Regions from separate parts of the Mus musculus genome. Here all the other regions are linked to region 3. Evidence: chromatin contacts called from public Hi-C and Micro-C data. All regions are on one chromosome and are shown on one strand. Each heading gives the region's core, a stretch centred on a gene start, on an enhancer-like site or on the middle of the called end of the contact. The rest is flanking DNA. Distances are from core to core; before and after follow the strand shown.

Region 1 (3,869 bases), core at 322-2,821, 160 kb after region 3:
GCACCACCAGAAGTTTTTGGGTGCATTTCTCTTTATGGAGTCCTGACAAATGCAGCTCAACTATGCAATGTAAGGAGGACCAGTAGATGTGTGTAGTTAGTAAAGAATCCTTCATCGTGTGCCCTTTCACGTGTGTGCTTTAGCAGAATATCCTCTCTCCATTGTCTGCTCCAGTAAAATGTTCCTTCACAAGTCTGCCTTAGCCTTTCATCTGTGTCCACTTCAGAAAAACACTTTCATGTGTTTGCCCCAGCAAAACACCATCCAACACAACTGACTCTCTAAAAAAAAAAAAACCTTAAGTTTCCACTCCAAGAATCATTTGGGAAGAGGGGATCTTAGAAAAACACCTTGGTAAGACTGGCCTGTAGGCAAGTCTGTGAGGCTTTTCTTCACTAATGATTGCTGTAGAACAGCCCAACCTGCTGTGGGTGGTCCTGGGTTGTATAAGAAAGCAGGCTGATCTGCTACATTGTGAATTTGAGACCAGCCTGGGTTACATGATATCTGCCTCCAAAAGAGATGAGAAGGAGGAAGAGGGGGAAGGAGCTAGGGAGGAGAGGAGTGGGGGGGGGGAAGATGGGCATGGCGGTGCATAGCCATAATCCTGGCACTTAGGAGAAAAGCAGGAGAATTTCTATGAGTTTGTGGTTAGCATTATCTACAGAATAAGCTTCATTTGGGGGTAATTTATGTGGGCAGCAGCAGAAAATGATCACAGGGAAGCAGACCCTGTGTTAAGATCTGTAAACACAGCCCTGAGCCCTGTACTGCAGGGCTGTTCTCTTGTGTTTCTGACAGGACTGGAGCGTTGGTGAGGAGCTCAGAGACTGAGAGAAAAGGAAGGAGAATCATTTTTCATGGGCATCAGAAGAGCCTCTTCCAGGACTCTAAATTCAAAGCTAGCATGGGATACACAGTGACAGCACGAGAGGGGAAGGGGAGAGGGAGAGGGAGGAAAAAGAGGGAAGAAGAGAAGAGGGGAGGGGAGGGGAGAAGAGGGGAGGGGAGGGGAGCGGAGCGGAGAAGAGGGGAGGGGAGGGGAGGGGAGGGGAGGGGAGGGGAGGGGAGGGGAGGGGAGGGGAGGGGAGGGGAGGGGAGGGGAGGAGAGGAGAGGAGAGGAGAGAGTGAGCTTGGGAACTATTGGAAAAGCCCCCGCCCAGCAGTTCTCCTAGCCCCAGCACCACATAATGCTACCATGAAAGTATAGTTTATAATCCCAAACCTCAGAAGACAGAATCAGGGGGATCAGGAGTTTAAAATCATCCTTAGCTACATAACAAGCTTGAGGCCAGACACAAGGCTCTGTCTCCAAAAGAGAAGAGAAGATCCTCTCTCAGGAGAAAGACCCACCCCACAGCCCCGTGTGCGAACCCAGGTGTGGGCAGGAAGTGGGAAGGACGTTCAGCTTTGGGGAAGGGTACTCCGAGAACAGAGTGCCCTGCGGGAGGGCCGTAAGGCTAGCGGCTCTAGATCCACAGAAGGACCCACCGGTGAAGGATTGAGAGCCTCAGCTTCCTGCAGTTCTCTGGGAGAGGATGAGTCACAGAAACATAAGTTTATTCAGTGATGTAATCGTAGCTGGCACCCCTACTGGGGTGGCTGGAGAACCAGGACCCCAAGCTGTTACCCTGGAGCACCCTGTGAAGTTTCCGAGGGAGGGGGAACTGTGTTGAGGAAGGGGAAGGAGCAAGAGATCCACTGTGCCTGACACAGCAGGATGGCAGCCCTTCCCCTGGTGGGCTGCACAAATTATTTCGCTCTTCTGAGGCTCCGTTTCCAGACTTAAAGAGAGAAGAAGAAAATATGATTTATATCCCAAAGGGCTGTTGGTCACTACGTCCCATGCACACAAGCAAACATGTGTCCTATACTCTGTCTGGTTCCAGGAGCCTCATTTCTCCCCATCCCACCCCACCTCTCCTCATTTATTTATTTATTTATTTATTTATTTATTTATTTATTTATTTATTTATTTATTTATTTATTTTGTTGAGACAGTCTTAAGGTATCCAAAGATGGCCCAAGGTCATTATGTAGTGGAAGATAACCTTGAACTTCGGATTCTCCTGCTTCTGTCTCCTCGGTGCTGGGATCACATGTATGTCCCACCATGTCCCGTTACTACAGTGCAGGGGATGGGATCCAGGGCTTCCTACATGCTGAAGTCTAGCAGTTAGTAGACAAACCTCACCCAGTTGTGTTCTGACCCTATGTCCCTTCTTGGACGTCATCCTACCAGCCAGGCAGAGATCTTGAGGGCCTGTAATTGCCTGCACTTGCAAGTCAGTGCCAGCCAAGGAGGAGAGTTACAAAGAACACAAAAGAAGTGACCTTGGAGGAAGGATGCCTCTCCAGCTTCTTGCTGACACAGAGCACAGCTTTGTGTACAGAAATGTGGATGCCACAGAAGCTGGGCCACAGCAGTACGGAAGCAGCAGCTTGCAAGACGGGAGAAGTCTCAGGGATGCTATCACCAATCAATTTTGCTACTGGTTTTCTTTTTTTAATGCTCATACAAGAGGGGTGTGTAATAAAAAAAAAAAACGCATCCTATGTGAATCAGTTACGAAGAACATTTCAATCACAACAAGACTGACAGAAAGGTCTAAGGGATGAAAATGTACCAAGAGACTGGGAGACTGGGAGATGGTGCAGTTGGCCAAGTTCTTGCTGAGTGGGCATGAGAACTTGAGTTACGTTCCAAGAACACCCCCCCCCAAAAAAAGGCATGGGGACATGCGCTTGTAATCCCAGCACAAAGGAGGCAAAGGCAGAAAGCTAGTCTGATCTGCAAACTGCAGGACAAAGTTTCACTTTGTCTCAATAACCAAGTGAGGCTGGAGAGATAACTCAGAGGCAAACACTTCAGGCAGCTGAGCAACTGCCTGAATCTCCAGCTCCAGGGATCCAACATCCCCTTCTGACTTCCAAGGGAGATCCACCTGCCCTTGCTTGCACATAGCCATACCCATAAACATAGTTTAAAAAGTAAAATAAAGGCCGGGCGTGGTGACGCATGCCTTTAATCCCAGCACTTGGGAGGCAGAGAGAGGTAGGTGAATTTCTGAGTTTGAGGCCAGCCTGGTCTACAGAGTGAGTTCTAGGACAGCCAGGGCCACACAGAGAAACCCTGTCTCAAAAAAATCAAAAATTAAAAAAAAAAAGTAAAATAATTCTAAAAAAACAAAAGAAAACAGCACTGGGTGGTGATGGTGCATGTCTTTAGTCCCAGCCCTAGTGAGGTTGAGGCAGGTGGATCTCTGAGTTCCAGGCCAGCCTGGGTTTACAGACTGATTCCCAGGACAGCCAGGACTACAGAGAAACCCTGTCTTGAAAAATAAACAAGGGGGCTGGAGAGATGGCTCAGTGGTTAAGAGCACTGGCTGATCTTCTAAAGGTCCTGAGTTCAAATCCCAGCAACCACATGGTGGCTCACAACCATCTGTAATGAGATCTGACACCCTCTTCTGGTGTGTCTGAAGATAGCAACAGTGTACTTAGATATAATAATAAATAAATCTTTAAAAAAAGAAAAAAGAAAAACAAACAAATAAGCCCTTTCTCTCTTGAGTTGCTTTTGAACCTGGAATGTGGCTCAGTGGTTAAGAGCACTGACTGCTCTTCCAAAAGACCTGGGTTTAATTATTAGCACCCACACAGCAGCTCACAACTATCTATAACACCAGTAGCATTGAATCTGACACCGTAACACAGACATGCATACAGGCAAAACACCAATGCACATCAAATATAAGTAAATCTTTTTTTTTTTTTTAAGCAAGGTGGCTAGCTCCTGAGGAATGACACTCCAGGTAGTCCTCTGCCCCCCCCACACTTATGCACACATATCATGTGCACACACATGA
Region 2 (4,518 bases), core at 1,648-4,147, 160 kb before region 3:
TGCCATGGGAGAGGTGGTGCACGGGAGAAGCGGAGGGAGGCGTGGAGGTTGTGGGGCAGAGGAGCCGCGGGAGCCTCATTTCACCTCATGGGGAAGGCCTTTGGCTGGCTCAGGGTAGATGAGGTGTGTTGTTCAGGGGTCACTAAGTCTGGTTCAGGTGGACACAGCAGCTAGGGAAAGAGCCAGAGAATCTGCCTGCCTGTGCCTATGTCTCCTGTCCTATGGAGGAAGGCCCTTTGCAAATGGAGATAAAGCAAGGCTCCAGTTTGACATAACCTTGAATGAGTCTGGTGGCCCTATGACCAGGGAAGGTGCTTTAGGAGGGACACACAGAGGAGAGACAAGAGGAGAAGAGGAGACTGGGCCACCAAAGATACGGTTGCCACAAACTGGGGGACACGGGTGCCCCTGGCATCTAGAAGAGTCAATAAAGATTCTTCCCCAGAGCCAGAAGGGAGGCAGACTGAAGGCTGCTTTAGTTGGCCTCTGCATCTGTGGGAGACCTGTTCCTGCCATTTAAGCCACCTTGTTTATGACATAAGTCCCTGTGACCATCACCCACTGCCCTCAACTTCAACGAAGGAAGAGCACACCTTGCTCACAAACACAAATACCCAGGGAAATGAGCCACACACCGTGCAGAGAGGGAAAGCTTGGGTTGTTGGGGACACATCCATGCGAGCTGTTAGAGCAGCGCCCCCTGTGGCTGGAGAGTTCCACACTGACATGCTTCTCTGAGGGTGTCTACATGTGCACCCCTGGCATTTATGCCTCACGCCAACCTCCAGGTGGCAGTATTATCCCAGGAGGCCACAGGAACCTGCGACCTGAGGGGACACCTAGGTGGGCAACTGCTCATCTGTCAGTGTGTGGCATTCTGGTACAACTGGAGACCCCTGGGCCTTGGGCACCTTTACCACTCTCTGCTCAAAGGTTTACAGTTAACAGTGAGCTAAGAATGATGTCCTCGGGCTGGTGAGATGGCTCAGTGGGTAAGAGCACCCGACTGCTCTTCCGAAGGTCAGGAGTTCAAATCCCAGCAACCACATGGTGGCTCACAACCATCCGTAACGAGATCTGACTCCCTCTTCTGGAGTGTCTGAGGACAGCTGCAGTGTACTTACATATAATAAATAAATAAATAAATAAATAAATAAATAAATCTAAAAAAAAATTGTTAAAGAATGATGTCCTCTAGGCTGGGGAGATAGCTGAGCAAGTGTGAGGTCCTGGGTTTGAGTCTCAACACCTACATAAAAAAAAGTCAGAAATGGCAGTATATACTTGTAATCCTAGCACTGGGGTGGTGGGGTGGAGAGGAGTGGATCTCTGGGGCTCAGTGGCCAGGCATCTAGTCTAGTTGGCAAGTTCCAAGCCAGTGACAGACAGCCTTCAAAACACAATGTAGATAGATGGTACCTAGGAAAAGTACCAGGGGTGATCTCTGGACTCTACATACATGCACAAGTGCTCAAGTAACCATCCATAGATGTGGACACACACACACACACACACACACACACACACACACACACACACACACACAGAGACACACAGACAGACAGACAGACTGTCTTCTTGGAGGCAGTGTGTTGTCATGGGAGTGGACACAGACACACAGACACAAACAGACATACTCTCTCTCTCTCTCTCAATACCTTCTTAGAGGCAGTGTGTTGTCATGGGATGGGTACCCCAGCTCACCACAGTGAAGCTGACTGACAGACCCCGGGAGCTGTAGAATACGCAGGAATGGGATAAAGGAGTCAGGGGGTCTCCTGACCCAGCTCTTACAGAGCTGCCCACCATGATGCTTCTGCTCTGGACAGCAGCGTCTCCTCGTGGCTGAGCATTCCACCTCTGGGCTGTCAGGAAAAGTTGCCAGGCTAAATTGGGGCTTGACCGAGCAGCAGCGTTGTTAGAAAGGAAATGTGTGAAATAAGAGTCGAGATTTCTCCCCAGGGAGCCAGATAATGACAGCCTCTAAATATAGCCCCTTATTAGGTATGCCTGTGTCTGACTGGCAGGGGTTAACTGGGCCTATAAAATCTGTTTGTCTAGACAACTTTTGACTACTTAATTCTGGGACAGATTGGGTAGGTAATACTGCTCCATTCTTTCAGAGAGAGGGAGGAGGGAGGGCTTTTTAGATGGAATGCTGAAATTTCAAGGAGGACCTGCCATAGCATGTTCCAGATTAGGGCAAACACTGCTGTCTTCTGGAACAGCCATGTCCACGTGCCTTCTAGAACTCACTCCCAGCATGCCCTGGGTAGGCTTCCCATTGCACCTCTCACTTCTAAGTGGAACACTGAGGTCCAGGGCCACTTGGAGAGTCCCGATAGTGGGAGAACTTAGTTGAGAAACCCAGATTTTGCTGCATGGTCTGGAGAAATGTAACCAACCAAACCTCAGTTTTCCTGGCTACAAAATGGGGCTAAGCACTGGCTCACTGCCAACCTCTCAGCATCTCACCTTACATAGAAGGGGGACTGTATGTGGGTAAGCTATGCCTAACGACTGGTGCCCACTAGCAGCTAGACATGTGTCCTGGCAGTGGTGAAGATGGGGCAACATGGCAGAAAATTCACTAAGTCCTCATGGCTAAATCTGCAGCAAGACTGGGTTTGTGCTTTTCAAAGAATAAGAGTGTCCCTATGTCCCGTCTCCATTCTCCCCAGACCTCATTTCTCTGGGGGTTCTGGGCACATTCTGGGGATCAGGGCAGGGTTCACTGTCCCCACAGTACAGATGCAGAAATGAGACACTCAGAGGGAAGCTGACTGGGCACTTGGTTTGTGGCAAGGTTGGGACTAGAGGGTTCTTGGGACAGCTTCCTCTGTGCTGCCCCAAATGTCTTGCCAAAGAGGGAGCCACCTCCTTTCTCTCTCTCTGGAGTCTGGGCATGACGTGTGCCTGGCGGACTTGAGGTTTGGAGGGAATGATTCAGGCTTTGAGGGGCTAACTGCTGAAGCTTGAGAAAAGGGCCACGTCATCGCCAAGAGCAGCCAAATTGCTCCTGGGGTCTGGCAGCCCCACCACCCACTGTGGCCTCAGCTTTATATGGCCATCTGCAACCTTGGAGCCCAAGGGCCTGTTTGTACTAGATACTCAATATCGTCTGGTATGGGCATCAGGCAGCACGGGAAACCAGAAGGTTGCGGCAAACATGGGCCTTCCATGGCTGACGGCTGTGCGTCACCAGCTGTGGGCTCCCAACATTCTTCCTAGGGAGGTGATGGTGGGTGCTTTGGCTGAAGGGGAGCTGGCAGCCAACATTGTAACTGTAGGCCTTTCTCTGTGGCCACCCTATAGGGAGGGCTCTGCCAAGGGAGGACACTATGGAGAAGTCCACCTGTGGAGAGTTGGGGCTCATAGCAGGGCATAAGTTAGGGGTGGTGTGTGTGTCTCTGTGTGTGTCTGTGTGTGTCTGTGTGTGCCTATGTGTGTGTGTTTCTGTGTGTGTGCCTATGTGTGTATGTCTGTCTATATGTGTGTCTGTGTGTGTGTGTGTCTGTCTGTGTGTGGGTCTCTGTGTGTGTCTCTGTGTGTGTGTGTGCCTATGTGTTTGTCTGTGTGTGTGTGTCTGTGTGTGTGCCTATGTGTGTGTGTCTATGTCTCTGTGTGTGTTTCTGTCTGTGTGTGTACCTATGTGTGTGTGTCTGTGTATGTGCCTATGTATGTGTGTGTGTGTCTATATGTGTGTGTGCCTATGTATGTGTGTGTGTGTCTATATGTGTGTGTGCCTGTGTGTGTCTATGTGTATGTGTGTCTATGTCTGTGTGTGTATGTCTGTGTTTGTGTGTGTATGCCTATGTGTGTGTGTGGATGGTGGCCGAGGAACAAAAGCTGAGGTTGTCCTCTGGTTTCCACATGCATGCACACCTGCAGACAGGCATATGTGCGCACTGCCACCATATTCCTGTGCTATGAGCCACATGGCAGTGAGGAGCAGATTCCTGTTCCAGCTCAGGTGGTGAACAGACTATTAACACCATGTACCTTATTCCTTTTTTATTTTTAACTACCCCCTCCTGTGTGTGTGTGTGTGTGTGTGTGTGTACACATGCCACGGTGCATGTGTGGAAGTCAGAGAACAGCTTGTAGGAGTTGCTTTTCTCCTTTTATCATGCGGGTCCCAGGGATCGACCTCAGATGGTCAGGTTTTGTGGCAAGCACTTTTACCTACTGAGCCATCTCGCCTGTCCTCTTCTGTTCAACCGAACTCCTGGAACTGTCCCCCAGCCGGTCTTAGAGAACAGAAACTCTTTTGTTTTATTTATGTCCTCTTTACAACAGCTCCTTGAGAGGGAACCCCGAATTCCAGATGTTTCTGCGTACCTGGTAATGGGTGTTGAGACTACAAAGGATGGAAAAACTTCCCTGACAGCCTGGGAAGAGATATCCAGAACCCAGAGCAAGGAGGGGCTGCGTGCCAGGTAGGACAGAAGGAGACAAAGCTCTGTTAGGGCCCAGTGTCCTGCCTCTGGGCTTCTACCCTCTGTGCCAAGTCGAGGA
Region 3 (3,861 bases), core at 1,293-3,792:
CATGTGGGCCCCAGGGCTTGACGTCACTTGTGAGCCATGGCAACAAGTTCCTGCATCTGCTGAGCCCTTTCCTGGCCCATGAGGTTACTTTCTGGCTGAGAGTGGAAGATCTGAAATGATACAAATCTCATCCTTCCACCTCAGGCTGACCCACCCTCAGCCCCTTCACTTCCTAGCTCGAGCAGCCCACAGAGCTTCTGACCACCCTCGGATCCCTCTCCCACTGTTCCCACCAAAGAATTCCGGGGAGAGTTTTTATGCATGCATCCTCACGCACTCCTGATCATCATTCCGGCCCCCACTCCCTCAGTGCCACCACAGAACCTCCAAGGGAAAGCCACATCTTTCAGGGCTCTTGTTCGTTTGATCAGGACACCGATTCTAAAACAATCAGATTTGCACACCTGGAAGCATGTAGGCCAAGCTGTGCTACCAACCCCACAGTATAAGACTCCTTCCTGGCCCATGACCTGTCCAGTGCATCCAGAGGGACAGACACTCATTTGACACCCTAGCTACTCGAGGCTCCACCCAAATACCAGGTTTTATAGATGCAAGCTGAATAGCCATAGAAACTGGGCAGTGACTCTGAAAGCTGCTGTCCCAAAGGGGCATTGGACACCTCTGATCATATTTCATTGGTCAGTGCAGGTCACGTGAGTAGAGATGTGGGCTGCTTCTGTGGGTCAAGGTAAAAGAGGAAAAAAAAATTCAGTATGTTATTGAGCATTGGAAATGGGGGCATTTCTATGCCATGGCCCGCTTGTGGAGGTCAGAGAACCACTTGCAGGAGTCAGTTCGTTCTGTTCACCATGCTGGGGCTTAAACCCGGGTCATTAGGCAGCAAGCACTTTTGACTGATGAGCCATCTCTCCAGCCCTGGACAGCTATTACTGGGAAAATGTTTCTGACCAAACATACTTAAGAAAGAAAGGGCTATTTGGCGGGGGGGGGGGGGGGGGGGGGGGCTCACAGTTCCAGGGGGACACAGTTCCAGGGAGCACAGTCCGTTGTGACAGGGGGCATGGCGGGGGGGGGGGGCGCGGGGGGGAGGTGCCGCTGATCACGTGGCTCCCACACTCAGAAAACAGAACAATGAAGGCAGGTGCCCAGCTTATTCTGTTCGTTTTTTCAGCCCATAGAATGGTGATGCCACCGTTGGGGTGGGATTCCCTCCTGGATTAGCCCAATTAAGATAATTCCCCTGAGATATGCCAGGAGACTCGTTTCTGTGGTAATTCTAAATTCCATCAAGGTGACAATCAAGAGTAACCTTCACAAACAGGGTCTTAGCACAAGCTAGCCTTGAAGTTACTCTGTAGCTGTCCTGGGGAGGGAAGGATTTATTTCTCCTTACAACACTCCATTACAGAGGGAAGTCAGGGCTAGAAGTGGAGGCAGGAACTGAACCAGAAGCCATGAAGGAGTGCAGCTTACTGGCTTGCTCCCCAAGACTCACTCAGCTTGCTTTCTCCTATAACCCAGGACCACTTTCTCAGGAGTGGCACTGCTCACAGTGGGCTGGACACTCCCACATCAGTCAGCAATTTTTTAAAAATGTCCCACAGACACGCCCCCCAGGCCAATCCAATGAAGGCAATTCCTCAATTGAGGTTCCCTCTTCCCAAATGACCCTAATTTGTGTCAAACTGACACAAAACAAAAAAACAAACCAACAAACCAACAGCCTGACTAGCAGAGTAACCAAGGATGGCTGTCTTAATTGGGGTTTCCGTTGCTGTGATGAAACATCATGACCAAAACTCAACATGGGAAGGAATGCAGAGGCCATGGAGGGGTGCTGCTTACTGGTTTGCTCCCCATGGCTTGCTCAGTCTGCTTTCATATATATATATTTCATATATATTTATTTTATGTATATGAGTACATTGTAGCTGTCTTCAGACACACCTGAAGAAGGCATCAGATTTCATTACAGATGGTTGTGAGCCACCATGTGGTTGCTGGGAATTGAACTTGGGAACTTTGGAAGAGTAGTCAGTGCTCTTAAACACTGAGCCATCTTTCCAGCCCCAGCCTACTTTCTTATAGAACCCAGGATCACTATCCCTGGGAAGGTATTACCCACCATGGGCTGGGCCCTCCCCCATCAATTACTAATAAACTGCCTTACAGGCTTGCCTACAGCCAGACTTCATGGAGTTGTTTTCTTAATTGAGGTTTCTGCCTCTCAAATGGCTTTAGCTTGTGTCAAATTGGCATAAAACTATCCAGCACGATGACCTCAATTTTCTTATTCTCCTGCCTCCACCTTGGAGAGCTGAGATTATGAACACGGAACATCACATCCGAGCTCCATGCATGCGAGGCAGGCATCCTATCCACTGAGCTATGGATCCTTCTCCTGGTCCCCAAACAGAGATTTTTTTTTTACTCACTCTAACACTACCTAAAAGTTTTTAATATGTTCTTGTTATTTCTGCCCCCTTGTGATAGTCACTGATGACACATGACCATCGGATGGTGCTCAGCAAGCCTGAGCACTCAGCCAGCTTAGTCAGACTCTACATTCCCAGCACTGCTCCCACATACTGGCTCTGGGACCTTGAATGAGCCCCGCCCCCAGTGTGGCCTTCAGCATGTTCACTCGAGAAGATTCATGATGTGAAGTGGAAATTTCCAGAACAGTGGTTGGCTCATTCTCTTTCTTTTGGCTGGGCAGCATCTCTGCATCCTGGACCCGAGCCTGCGGCTGAGTCACAGTTGCTCTTAGCATCCTTCTTGGACTGCATGGGGTCAGAGCATTGTTTGTCTTTGTGTCTGAGCTCATTCCTGACATTGCAGACACAGATAGTGAGGGCTGCTGCTTCCCTTAGCCTATATTTCCTGTCCTTCCTCCCCTCACTCCAGGGGCTTGTGGGAAAGACTTAAGAACACAAGTTGAAGGCCAGTGAGGGCAATTTCCCAAGGCAGAGTCCAGGATCCCTATGCAGCCCCTCGTGCTCCCTTACCAGGGACCATCCATCCCACATCATGAGTCTTGAATTAATCATTCCTTTCCTGACCCTGGGAGCTCCTAAGGAGGAAGGTGGACATTTCCCACCTGTTCTTCTTGGCCCAGTCTGTCCCTTTACTTCTTACCCATCTTACCAACTGGGGCTTCGCAGCTGGGACTCACCCATCCTTGTGCCAGCTTTTCCTAACCTAGACAATCCACAAATGTTCACCCTTGTAATATTCTCTTCTCTTCTTCCAATGGTCTAAGGGGCCTCTCAGGCACCACAGCCTACCTCACTCCTTTCCTCAGGCTCTGCAGGTACACCCTCGGATTATATAGTGGTTAAGAACGTAAGTGCTGATGGTCCCTGTGGAATTCCCATCACATCTCCACCTCTCCCCCCAAAAGTCTCTTTGCCTCTGTATCTCCTCTCCCTCTACTTCTCCCTCCCCCGTGGGTGTCTGTGTGTGTGGGGGGGGTGCATCTGTGTGTGTCTGTGTCTGTGTATGTGTGTATCTGTGTGTCTGTGTGTGTGTGTAGATCAGAGGATAACAGTGGACATCAGTCCTCTACTTTGCTTAAGATAGGATCTCTTGTTCTCTGCTGTGCACACCAACGACTTTCTGGGAATTCTCTTGTCTCCACCTCCCATCTTGGAGTGTTGTGATTAAGAAGGTATTCTACCATGCCTGGCTGTACATGTCTTCTTGGGCTTCAAATGCAGGTCCTCACTCTTCAAATGACAAGATTTTTGCCCACTGAGCCATCCCCAGAGCCCACAAGTTGTTTTAACCACAGTGACCTGATTTTCCCATTCATAGAATACTGACAATTTCTTCCTCCAGAGGTAAGATATAACAACACACTGTGTGTGTGTGTGTGTGTGTGTGTGTGTGTGTGTG

What was found. Hi-C and Micro-C count contacts between places; a contact is called where the count stands out from the background.
Region 1: a Hi-C map of the C2C12 cell line shows a contact between it and region 3, with 3 times the contacts expected there. The contact joins two enhancer-like sites. A contact is called at or near these places in 1 of 39 promoter capture datasets (hippocampal neurons), 2 of 15 datasets of contacts at CTCF or cohesin (both in embryonic stem cells), 49 of 484 Hi-C or Micro-C datasets (8-cell embryo, the AML12 cell line, B cells and 29 more), 6 of 115 datasets of contacts at active chromatin or transcription factors (astrocytes, bone marrow-derived dendritic cells, embryonic basal ganglia and 3 more) and 1 of 9 other capture datasets (embryonic stem cells).
Region 2: a Micro-C map of embryonic fibroblasts shows a contact between it and region 3, with 6 times the contacts expected there. The contact joins two enhancer-like sites. A contact is called at or near these places in 25 of 484 Hi-C or Micro-C datasets (the C2C12 cell line, the G1E-ER4 cell line, Sertoli cells and 10 more) and 1 of 115 datasets of contacts at active chromatin or transcription factors (vascular smooth muscle cells).

The regions. Positions count from the first base shown.
Region 1 is chr9:62,398,418-62,402,286 of GRCm38.p6, reverse strand. No RefSeq gene overlaps it. Among named protein-coding and RNA genes, the nearest start is that of Gm40523, 15 kb to the left of the region's middle. Within about 2 kb of position 1,571, at least 23 of the 459 cell types and tissues checked have an H3K27ac peak or open chromatin away from gene starts, as enhancers often do. A contact at or near this core is called in the C2C12 cell line, where this site is marked.
Region 2 is chr9:62,722,905-62,727,422 of GRCm38.p6, reverse strand. The region is part of intron 2 of Itga11 (integrin alpha 11); the gene reads right to left. Among named protein-coding and RNA genes, the nearest start is that of Itga11, 47 kb to the right of the region's middle. Within about 2 kb of position 2,897, at least 23 of the 459 cell types and tissues checked have an H3K27ac peak or open chromatin away from gene starts, as enhancers often do. A contact at or near this core is called in embryonic fibroblasts, where this site is marked.
Region 3 is chr9:62,558,997-62,562,857 of GRCm38.p6, reverse strand. No RefSeq gene overlaps it. Among named protein-coding and RNA genes, the nearest start is that of Gm39352, 20 kb to the right of the region's middle. Within about 2 kb of position 2,542, at least 73 of the 459 cell types and tissues checked have an H3K27ac peak or open chromatin away from gene starts, as enhancers often do. A contact at or near this core is called in the C2C12 cell line and embryonic fibroblasts, where this site is marked.